Regions from separate parts of the Rattus norvegicus genome. Here all the other regions are linked to region 3. A link is a contact called in public Hi-C data. All regions are on one chromosome and are shown on one strand. Each heading gives the region's core, a stretch centred on a gene start, on an enhancer-like site or on the middle of the called end of the contact. The rest is flanking DNA. Distances are from core to core; before and after follow the strand shown.

Evidence for each region. A called contact is a pair of places that touch in the nucleus more often than the background predicts.
Region 1: a Hi-C map of kidney shows a contact between it and region 3, with 3 times the contacts expected there. The contact joins the promoter of St8sia3 here to the enhancer-like site in region 3. A contact is called at or near these places in 2 of 12 Hi-C or Micro-C datasets (kidney and liver).
Region 2: a contact with region 3 is called in a Hi-C map of liver, with 2.1 times the contacts expected there. The contact joins two enhancer-like sites. A contact is called at or near these places in 2 of 12 Hi-C or Micro-C datasets (kidney and liver).
Region 4: a contact with region 3 is called in a Hi-C map of liver, with 5 times the contacts expected there. The contact joins two enhancer-like sites. A contact is called at or near these places in 5 of 12 Hi-C or Micro-C datasets (the A7r5 cell line, Schwann cells, hepatocytes and 2 more).

The regions. Positions count from the first base shown.
Region 1 is chr18:60,023,148-60,025,905 of GRCr8, reverse strand. St8sia3 (ST8 alpha-N-acetyl-neuraminide alpha-2,8-sialyltransferase 3) reads right to left here and starts at 1,351. Exons shown (of 4, transcript NM_013029.2): 1 at 1,123-1,351. The coding sequence starts at 1,301.
Region 2 is chr18:60,086,096-60,089,166 of GRCr8, reverse strand. No RefSeq gene overlaps it. Among named protein-coding and RNA genes, the nearest start is that of RGD1562699, 11 kb to the left of the region's middle. Within about 2 kb of position 1,651, at least 2 of the 93 cell types and tissues checked have an H3K27ac peak or open chromatin away from gene starts, as enhancers often do. A contact at or near this core is called in liver, where this site is marked.
Region 3 is chr18:59,597,841-59,600,775 of GRCr8, reverse strand. All of the region lies in intron 20 of Wdr7 (WD repeat domain 7), which reads right to left. Among named protein-coding and RNA genes, the nearest start is that of Wdr7, 160 kb to the right of the region's middle. Within about 2 kb of position 1,520, at least 4 of the 93 cell types and tissues checked have an H3K27ac peak or open chromatin away from gene starts, as enhancers often do. A contact at or near this core is called in kidney and liver, where this site is marked.
Region 4 is chr18:60,105,006-60,107,736 of GRCr8, reverse strand. All of the region lies in intron 1 of Onecut2 (one cut homeobox 2), which reads right to left. Among named protein-coding and RNA genes, the nearest start is that of Onecut2, 4.4 kb to the right of the region's middle. Within about 2 kb of position 1,461, at least 3 of the 93 cell types and tissues checked have an H3K27ac peak or open chromatin away from gene starts, as enhancers often do. A contact at or near this core is called in liver, where this site is marked.

The sequences.
Region 1 (2,758 bases), core at 102-2,601, 430 kb before region 3:
GGAAGAAAGGAAGAAAAGGGGAAACTCTTCCCCATTGTCTAGCCCTCCGGGTGCAGGTGAGACCATAAGAAAGATGGCGGTCACTCAGACAGCAAGGGTCGGAGCCCAGCCCAGGGCTGCAGTCCACGGCTCAGCGGGACTACGAGTCAGCACCGCGGACAGCAGCCTCCGACCGGACCCTGCCACTCCCGGGCTCGGAGAATTGATTTTTGGTGAAAGGGCAGAGGAAATTCGAGACTCAGGCGAAAGGGGTGGGGGTTGGGGGGCTCCAGCCTTAACCTTTTCCTTCCCACGCCCAAGTCTGATTTCACCCTCAGCCTTTAGCTGGAGACTCCCAGAGGCTGCCTGCAGCCGGGCTCTTCTGTCCAGGCCCAACATCTTCAGGTTGCACATCTCTGGCCCAGCTTGGCCCACAGGGTGCGGCTTGTGGTTGCCACCCGCCCATCGGAAGGCGGTGCGGGGAGAGCGCCTTGCGGGCACAGGTAGGGGTGGGGCTCCGGATGAGCTGTGCGGAGCTGCGCCCCGCGGTGACTTCGACCCGGGCAGGGTGGGCGGCCCTCAGCAGAAGGCTTGTTTCCCGCAGGGGCTGAGGAATTGCAGAAATCTAGGAAAGGAGGGGGCGGGTGGCAGCGGGGGAAGGGTCGAGGAAGAACCCCCTAGGGGCTTCAAGAGAATAAACCTGCGCATCATTAGATGAGAAAGAGGGGGAGGGATGGGGTGCGAGTGTAGTCGGCGCCTGCGCCATTAGATCGCCCCGCCAGGCCTGCGGAGTCCGCCGCTGGTGCTCGGCCAGATCGCTCACCTCAAACCTTGCCCATCTCCGGGTTCAACACCCCCACTCCCGCTGTCCAAACACCGCCTGTCGCTCAACCACCAACACCCCAGTTTTGAAACGGGGGAGGGGACGCAGAGGAAGAATGGGAGAAATTCAATCACATCGATTAGGACAAAGGCTTTTAGGGGCTTTGGGATAAAAAATATATATATAAAGTGCAGAAACAGAAGGAGGAATGAAAGGACCACGCAGTTACCGAGGAGCCCAAACACTCTTCTCTGACGGTTCCCCAACACACCAATCGACCCGAGATACCCGAGGGCGCTCCAGCAGAGGCCCACACTCACCGGAATCCCGCGTGGAACATGTACATTCGGGGCGCCCCCGGGCTGGCGTACTTGGGAGTGGTGAAGATGTTCTCCTTTTTCAGGGACACGTAGCTGATAAGCGATAAAATCAGCAGGGCCACGCTGAGCATGACCAGCCCTAGTATACTGGCGACTCGGGCCATTTTGCAATTTCTCATTCCGGGCTAGGCTGGGTTCAGGGAAACCGGGGAAATCGGTCCATTGAGCGGCCAGCAGCCTGCTGGCGTGTGAGTGTGTTGTGTGCGTGCGTGTGTGCTCGCGGGCGCGTGTGAGTGTGTGTGGCGGGGGAGGGGGGACCCAGGCAATTGAGTCGCAGAGGGCCTGGGGGTGGAGAACGACCTGGAGCCCCGGGAGAAGTCGGAGCCGCCCCCTACCCCACCCCGGGGCAGGGTTGAGCCTGGCCCGGAGCTGAGCAGGAAGATGGAGGGTCTGCGCGGCGGCGTGGCGGGCGATGGAGTACACCGAGCAGTGCGTCTCCGGCTGCCGGCTCAGGCTCCCCCGCGCGTTTCCAGCGAGGTTGCCATCTCCACCGCCGCCTGAAAGATAAATGTGATTGGAATAGTGTTACAGTTCGATCTAAGCACAGGATTTAATTAATGAACTCTAATCTCCTAAATAACCAAGGGGAGGGATGAGGAGGAGGGAGGGCAGGAGGGGAAGCGGCTTGGGGGTGGGGTGGGGGTGGGACGGGAAATAGGCCCACTCCAATGGCCTCCAGGACCCGCTAAGGGTACAGCTGGGTAGGAGGCTGTTGGGAGACAGATGCCCAAACTTAGTTTAATGAACCATTCATTACTTTATAAAATACATCACGAAATAGAAGGATAAACAACCCGATTTGCTACTGTGGAGGATAAACACCGGCTGGGTACTTCTCAGAGATGCAAAGAGAAGGGTTTTTTTTTTTTTTTTTTTTTTGTTAGGAAGGCAAACGTTTAAAAGCTTTCTCATCTCCATCAGGCATCACCTGCTGCAGCCTTTCTGCAAGGAAGATCTAAACAGCAGCTGGGCTAGCCTGCCTTGGGAACACTAAAAACCTTCTAGAGAATATTCTAGACTATCTCACCGTGCTCTTTACTTATATACTTACCTAAAACAGTCAGCGTGGAAGGTTCGACTGTGTCCCTCACGCTCCTCTCAGTGCTTGGCCTATGTACTTCAGCATCAAGCTTGGAACTGTTAGACCTGACTGGGTCTCTATTGTTCACACTTAGGATTTATTTTTAGGACAGGCTTCTGGTGGGCTAGGTGGCCTAAGGTTCCCAGAAGCCAGGGCCATTATAAGTGCACAAAACGGCTTTTGGGGGAGTTCAAGACCTAAGTGAAAGAGGTTTGACTGGAGGGTGGCAAGAAAACACATGTGTATTGCTTGATTATATTGTCTCATCACACGCTATCTTAATAACCATTAGAAATGCACATCGGTCAGCTTTCAGTCATGCTCAGAGGAAACTCATTTGTTTCTTTAGCTTTGCTCTTCACAGTTAGACTATGGTCTCTTCTACTCTGCCTTTACCCATGGTTTGGTGGTCCCTGTGCTGGTCAATAAGCACTGCTGAAAGACAGTCAAGGTGAGACGTTGGCCTTTGAGAACCTTTTTCCATAAAGCAAGTTG
Region 2 (3,071 bases), core at 402-2,901, 490 kb before region 3:
CTTGGACTAAGTCTCCCCGAATCTTCCCAGCTGCCACGCTCTTGACCCTGGCAATCACCATGACACTTCTTCCTGTAAATTTGACGTTTTAAGATTCCACACATAAGGGCAACCATGCATGCCATTCTGTATGCAGCTTGCTTCTCTTAAAGTGGCTCTCCTGGGTTCATCTGCATAAAACCACAGACCATCTATTACTCAGTGTGTAGTGTACTCTGAACTATTCATATTCCTGCCACAGTTCCTCTCTCCACCCATCTATTGGTGGACACTGAGTGTGATTCCCTGTTTAGGTTATTAAAATTGCTTCAGCCAACATGAGACTAATTAACAGTATATCTCTTTGATATGCTGATCTCATGTCATTTGTAAATTTCTGGGACATCTGGTAGTTCTTTTACATTTCCTAAGAGAGGCATCTCTTAAATATATCCTTATAGGAAAACTCAGTTTAGATTAATTCCGGTGCTGCAGGAACACGCTGTTTTCTCCTCAGTGCTTGCCCCCTCGCCCTCACAGGCTCATTTCCTACATGCCATCGGAGGCTTGGCCTGGCACTGCAGTTTGTGTGTATAGTATTGATATATCATCTTGTTAGGTGATATTTCGGGGTGCTGCCATCCAAAATGTTCCAGTGGCAAGTCACAGGGCTTTTGGTTCTCCTTCGTACAATGCTTTCAGTAAAATCTTGGCCGAGGGTTAGGGGTTTGGGAGTTTAGAGTTTCTATTCCGGAATGTCGAAGCATGAAAACTCGTTTATGCTTTACCTCCGACGCAGAACCTGTAAGTCATCGTGTGCAGTCTTTTCAGTGCCTCTGTAGCACGTCACATGAGTTTAAGTGTGTAATTTCCACCTGCGGAACCATGCTGGCACGTGTACCAAGCAGATTTTCGGACCAAGCATGCTCGATCTGTGTTAGTACAAGCATAGTTGTCTTTTGCGGTGCAATCTACTTTAGATGGCATTTCGAAAACTATGGTATAAAGCTGGTAAAGATGCTAGCTGCTGAGCCTTGTGCTCTGAGCTCAGTCACGTGGTAGAAGGAGGGAGGCAACCCCATAAAGCTATCTCCAGACCTCACCTTCTACACCCGCTTCGTAACACACACACACACGCACAGACACACACACACACACGCACAGACACGCACACACACACGAATGCATGCACACACACACAAACGCATGCACACACACATGCACACACACACACGCACAGACACATGCATATGTGCACACACACTCACACACAGAGTAATGTAATTAAACACAAAAGAAAAATACAATGCGCATCTTATAAGGCAGAGAGTGGGTTCCCTATATTCTAAGCTGTTGATCCATTCATTTCTGGACACCTCACTTAAAGCTTAGATAAATTACAGCTCAGTCCAGACTATCAGACTAAGGAAGAAGAAATCCGTTTCCTGTAGAAAAGCTGGAGCAGAAGTTCAGCTTGGAGGAGAGGGAAATGACCTGGCACCACGACTGTCCTCTCAAATATTTGACTCTGTCACACGGCAGGGACAGGCCACGTAGCTTTTCCTACCCCCAGTTCAGATTTAGGAGCAAAGGGTAACACAGGCTGCTTTGGATTTCAGTGATTACGCTTGCCAGAGAGCACGGCATGTTGCCACACAACAGCGTGAGTTCTTCACGTGTAAGGAGTGTTTCACCAGGGTTCTGCGACTGCTGGGTGAGGGTGCATTAGTAGGTAGCAGTATAGGCAGGCAGCAGGTTGAAGTAAGCCATCCCTAATTGAACCACGGGATTTGCTTAATCGAGTATTTGAGAAAAATAAGCAGTGAAAGGGATTTGATTTAGATAGCTTAAAAAAAAATAAACCAGCATCGAACATTTTCAAACTTATACATTTTACGTACGCATGCCGAGATCTTTTCTCTCGCAGAACACTACAAATGCCTTTCTTTGAAGAAATATAAATTCATTATTTATTTGTTGCATGGATTTCTACAGTTAAATAAAATCTCCGGACAGCCAATCACGTTTGGATTTTGTTTGTTGAAATAAGCTTAACTGATATGAGACTTCTATCATCTTTGTTCTACTTACAAGCAATATTTACACAGCTGGGCAAGGTGGTACCCACCTTAACGTCCTCCCAGCACTCTGGAGGCAAGGGCAGGCATATCTCTATGAGTTAGAGGCAAGCCTGGTCTATACGGTGAATTTCAGGCCAGCAAAGGCTACATAATGGGACCATGTCTCAAAAACTAAACAAAACAACATCTGCACACACACACACACACTCACACACACTCACACACTCACACACACACTCACACGCACTCACACACTCACACACATACACACACACGCGTGTGCACACACACTCACACACACATGTCTGCAGATATGGTTCTGTGTTTAGTGAATGGTTGCTGACTCAGACCCTGCTGGAAGCTAGTAATATATGATACCATGAATAGCTTTCAAATATCTGAGAAACTTCAAGTGCATGTCCAAGAAATCTACCTCAAGGATTGTGCCCTAGCATAGCATTAGGAGTCATACAATTAGATATTTCTTTTTCTCACAGAGGGACTTAAATTCATTGGCCTGAAATGTAGGTAATAAGCCAGAGTCCTACTCACCCATGCTAGAATAATTCTCAAACATGATAACCAAGCCTGTAAAAGTTGCCACAGAAAGCGTTTACTCTACCAGCCAAACCCATACTATATAATGAAGCTGTGAGTTGTTCTGCTATTTCTACGTTTACTTTATAAAGAGATTGGGCAAAATGGCCGGTGTCGAGGGTCTCTTCCCAAAGAATAGGTGACATTATTTAATGCTGGCTGTGGGTGACAAAGGCATACTTTGCTGGCCAGACAGGAGGATTTAGTATCGCACTAAATTAATGGCTTTTACTTTACATATCCTTCCTAAAACTATTACTCATTCTGCAGACATTTATGGAACACCTGATCCTGCTGGTCCTCAGCTAGGCAGGGCTTGTCACAGAGACGAATGAGACTTAAGACTGTACTCACTGTGATCACACATTCGTGGGCCTTTAGGAGAATATGCGAGGTGAGCTGGGAAGATGTTCC
Region 3 (2,935 bases), core at 271-2,770:
AGGCACTCACTGATTGAGCTATTTTGAAGTAACGTCTCTACGAAAATGTATATTACGTGTGTACATTTAAAAATGCATGACAGCATTTCCTGTCAAATCAGATCAACGCAAAATATCTGACCACATTAAAATTACTTTGTAAAACAGTGTCATTGGTGTCCCACGCTATTTTGATACTTAAAAGCCTGGAACCCTTGCAGCTTGCTATGGTGGTGTATGCCAGCAGGCTGTGCCAAAGAAAGCCTAGCTACTGACAGGGACTTGCATGCTTTTCGAGTAATCATGTAAATATTTCTTTTTATTCACACAGTGCTATTACATTGCTCTCTGTGATCTGTATTACTCTACTTTTTTTCAAAAAACATCAAAAAGCAAATTAGTTTTCTTTACCTTTACTGCACTCTCACTATGTTAAAAACAAAGAAGAAAAAGAAAAACAAACAAAAAACCCAGAAAACAACAACCCAAGGAATTTAAAAACATCTTAACTATAGCTATACAAATTGTAACAATTATTCTTGAAAAAAGAGAACTTTCTGGGAGATAGTTACATAAACTATAGTACACATTTGAAAACAGCAAGTCATTTGTATAATCTTGTCTCCTACTTATTTGTTGCCCTAAAAATCCCCAACTCCTAGGTTGAGACTTACACAGAAAAGCTGGGTTTAAGACATTTTAAAACATGAATTTCCAGAGGACACCTACAGAGATTTTTATACCTGCTCATTACAAGTCAGTAAAATAACCTGTTACACCTGAAACATTTTTATGCATATCATGACAAAGCACTTATCGGATTCACATAAAAATTACATCAGTGGTGTAAAATTGAGACCAAAAGGGACAACAGCTTTAATCCACATGAGGTGTTACAGGGCAGCTGTTTATATATGGAGCACTTGTAGCACTTTTTTTTTTTTTTCTAATCACTGTAGTACCCTTCCTAATAACAAAACAATGATACCTGACTGAAAGTCTCCACTGGTAAAAGGGTTTTGTGGAGGAAGCTGGAGTTTCCGGGGTTTCTGGCTGCCTCTGCTTTTGAACACTTATCACAGGCTGAATTTTCTCTTCTGCTGCCTCCTGCTAAGGAGGAGGGATGGAAACCGAAGGCAGGAGAACACAATACCTGGATGTTAACAGCCACAGATCTGGGTGACTTGTGATGGCTCAGCCCAGGGCCAACTTTTCTAGTGAAGGTTCTACCCAGAGCACAAACCACAGACATAGAGAAGAACTCAGCATCCAGAAAGTTATTAAAATGTGATAAATTATAACATACATAATCCCTGAGAACTGAATAAGAAATGTAAAATTTAAAAAATTAAAAAATAAACTTAGGAGAGGTTAAATATAGAGAAAAGAACTGTAAAAAATGGAGAAGTCATAAGCAACTTGGGAATTTTTTAAAAGAGCCACGTTAATAAATAAACAGGAATATAAACCCTTGGGTTTACAGAAAAAGGCAAACCAATGTGAACAGAGTCCATGCTCAAAGTCTAAAGAGCCACTGACAAATCACTGTCTGCCCACCGTCATCACACAAGGACTCTGTCTGTCTAGGCCGAAGGAGAAGGAGAGCTGTTACGAGGCCAGCCCTCATTTTACCACAGATTTCTGAGGGCCTTCAGGAAGTATGAAAAACTGGAAAGTCTGAACCTAACAGACAGTTACACAGACTTTTCATTTCTAATCTTTTTACAGGTGTGGGATTCTGTTGGCTTTTAACTGCATGTAGGAGGAGAATTATGTGCTAATAAAATTATTACATGGCTTTAATTTAACTTATTACATTGTTTCACGAATCCTCATTTTAACACACTGCTAATTAGATTATCAAATTAATTTCAGTTGTTATTTGGCACTTTTTCTTCACAGACTTTCTGTCCACAAATTATTTCCTTTATTAGAAACCTATACTATTAACTGGAAGCATATACAGATATAGAACATGATTTCCTATTAATTGTTAACTCCATTTAAAATGTGGACATTAGTAACCAATCTTGTACATGTCAGAAAATAGCAGCCGCTGGGCTTCAAAACTTTTCCCAGATGAGCTGAGTCCATCTTAACATAACACCGAGAGACACGAGAGCAGGGCATTCCTTGAAATATTATGGCTATAGATTGGGAAATCTGCCATTCATAAAATGAACACTAACAGAAAAGATTAACGTCTCACCCTACATATGTATATAGTGAAATGCTCGGGTTGACAGGATGATGCTAGATGGATTAGTAGCGATCTACTTCTGTTATATGCTCAAACAATGACTTACTCAAAATTCTTCTTGACTAGAGCAAGTCATCAAGCTACTTGGGACTTAAAAAGAGAGCTCCCTGATAGACTCCTGTCTTAATTCTATTTATATTGTTAAACATACTCCCATATAAAAGAGTCATAAAATATGTATATATGAATGTTGTTAATACACATATTAAAGATGCCTATCATTTTACTGAACTATGAAAATGTTTAAAAAGAAAAATAAAAAGAATATTAAGTCAAGAGAAGACAGAACACTGAGAATTCCTACCTCACCCCACAAGACCACCAGTGTTAGTGTCTTACGTTCCCATGCATGGACTAACACAGAGAGAAACAACCAACAGCCAGAAGTAAATTGTGATCAAGGCTACTCTTAGAGATCACTTGTTTTTCAATCAGCATGAGAAAGAGTTATCTCTCTAATACTTTACCCAATGTTTTTGATCTCTCTAAAATAAATAATAAACATTTTCTTACAAATGAAAATCCCATCAAAATATGTTGAAGAAATAAATTCCCCATTTAAAAACATTATCAAAAAATTCAAGTCTGCTTTTCATTTTTTAATGGATCTAAACAAATTCCACCTGCATATTTATAGAACATCAAACATCCACTAGACCTATGTACTTGTTGTGGTGATACAATTATAAGCATTTC
Region 4 (2,731 bases), core at 212-2,711, 510 kb before region 3:
TAACCACACTGTGGAAAGCTTGGAATAAAAATAAATGCGCCGCCCCTCTAATCCACCGCTGCCGGCGGCCCGGAATACTTCTCGGAGCTCGGGTTCACTCAGCTCCCTCGCGGCCCGCCTTCCTCTACAAGTTCCGTCTCAATCTCTGTTCGGAAGGCGTTCTTTGGGGACTAGGGACTTGACACGGCAAGAACACCGGTAGTGAGCTTTACAGTTATTAATCTGATCAGCCAGCAAGCTAACAGATCAGTCTGTTCTGCACCGGTGTGCACTGGGTTTGGCCTCCTGACTCGGATCCCCAAAGTAAACCCCCAGCGGGCTGGGCCCCCGGATTGGACAAACAAGATGGTCGGAAATGTTGGGTGCGAAACGGAAAGAACGTTGTGGCGGAGGCCCACTTCCAGCCCTTCGTTTTAGCAAAAACCTGTCTCCCGCGTCATCTAAAAAGCACCTGTACGGCGCGGCAGGAGATGCGCACGTATGAATGCAGGAGCTATGGGGCGATCAATGATCTGACCACATCCGCTGAGGCGGGCGACAATTGGGCCCGAGGGCATCGAGTTGGCTAAGGACTTTAAAACCTCCTGGACTGAGTAGGCTCTATTCTGTCTGTTTAGGGACTGCTTCCTGGAGAAGGTCTTCACGCAGTTGGCACTGGAGCTCGGCTCCGGGAGGGCCAACAGCGAAGCCTCGCTCCCAGGAGGCAGAAACCTCTGTTATGACGGTAATAGCAGCCACGCTATTGTTTTCCTGCGTTGAGAAAAGCAACAACAACAACAACAACAACAACAACAACAACAACAATAATAGTAATGACCCCCCTCATGGACTCAGGTTCTTCCCTGAGCTCCCGCGGTTCCTCCTAGTTCGCTTTTGTGCGCTGTGCCGAGGCCCTGGAGGATCAAAGCCAGAGAAAGTGTGCTCAAACCTGCGTGAGTTTGTCCTCGCGCCAGGCTAATAAGAACGGCCCAGCGGGATCCCGTCTTGGGCCACTCCCAGCCTATTTGACCGGTTGTTACTACTAGCCGTTCTCACCACCCAGTGAGGGTAGAGTTTCTTTCCCTGACTTCTACTTTGGGACAATCCGAACTTCACTAACTTGGTCCGGAGGAGTCGTCTTTGCTGTATACCCAAGCTTGACAGTAGAAAGACTGGGAAGGTTCATGGGCTGGCTGGACGGCCCAGCTTTCCGGGGTGACTGGTATACTTGACCTAAAAATAGAGCTTGACAATCAGAGTCCCTCTGACCCTTGTACAGATGGGTCTCAAAATGATGAAATGAGAGAGAGAGAGAGAGAGAGAGAGAGAGAGAGAGAGAGAGAGTGAGAGAGTGTGTGTGTGTGAAGGTGCTGGGCTGGGACGGCCGGCCATCCTGGGAAGTCACTGACTTGCTTAACCCCAGGGCCCCAAAGACCCGGACTCCGGGATGGTTCCCAGCAGGGTTTCCCACCGATCAATAACAATCAAAGGCCTTCCTTTTCTACTCTGTGCGATTCTGTTCCCTACTCTACCGAGCACATAATACCTATTTACCCATCTCCAGCTTTTGACAGTGTCTGAAGGCACTGATCTACTGACCCCATACCGAAAAGCCCCCTATAACTACTCAATACTTGTAGTTGCCGACAAAACGGCCAGATTTAAAAAAAAAAAAAAAAGGGAAGGCGCTTGTCCCCATTTCTCCTAAGGTTATAAAACAGACTCACAGTTAAATGTTTGAGCAAAACCGGGTGCTCCGCTTACTTTCCCTGTCTGCGATCCCCGCCGGAAATCACGATACAAGTCTGGAAGGTTTGCCCCAGGAGTCACCTGGCAACTCTCCAGGAGTTTGGGGCTGAGAGCCCCAGGTACCACACTCTTCCTCATCCACTGTAGAAAAGCTCGCTGCAAGGGGAAGCTTTAACTTTCAACACGGACAGAATGCTAGTGTTTTTATACAGCATTGCCCTTTGCCGGACGGGCGTGAGGGGGCGGCAGCGCTCCGAGATGGCCCAGAGAGGAAAAGCTGTCGTGGAGCCCTTTACTGTACCCCTAGGAGCAGCTGCCAAGTTCCTTCTGCGCCCCCCCCCCACAAGCGCAGGAAACCAACCAATGCTTGAGACCCCTTAGAGCTCCTACAGTATCGGGGAATGGGAAGTCTAAAATGAAGTTACCATAACGAGAGCAATCATTAAGCCTCTAGCTTTCAAAGCTTTATCTTTACCCGGGACCAGGAGCACAAAACGAGGAGAGTGTATAAGAGGATGGAGAATAAGCTAACGGAGAAAAAAAGATTAAAGTCGGCCTCAACCTCTAGTCAAAACTGTCCATAGCCCAGAGATTTTGAGGGGAGTTCTCTGGAAGAAATCGTTTTTTCTTTCTTTTCCTTACCCTTTTAGATTGACACGGGAGGTTGCTGAGAAGCGAACAAAACCCAACATTGGGCAAAGGAAGGGACTGTAGGTGGAAACGTCTCCTCCTTAGGAGCAGTGACCATACCCCGGGACACATCCCTTAGTTCTGCTAGGAACGGTAGGATGCACCGCACAAAACCCGGTCTGGTGGTGGAAGAAAGTCTTGAGGGACCGGAATGGACACCTGACCTAAGAAGATCCAGAGCTCGTGAGCGCCGGATTCAGAACCACGCGAGCCCTAATACGGGTTTTAAGCAAATTAAGGCCAACGCTAGCTAACTGTTCCTAGAGCACCAAGAAGCACGAAGTCACCCAGCCAAGGTTGCAGCTGGTTATTG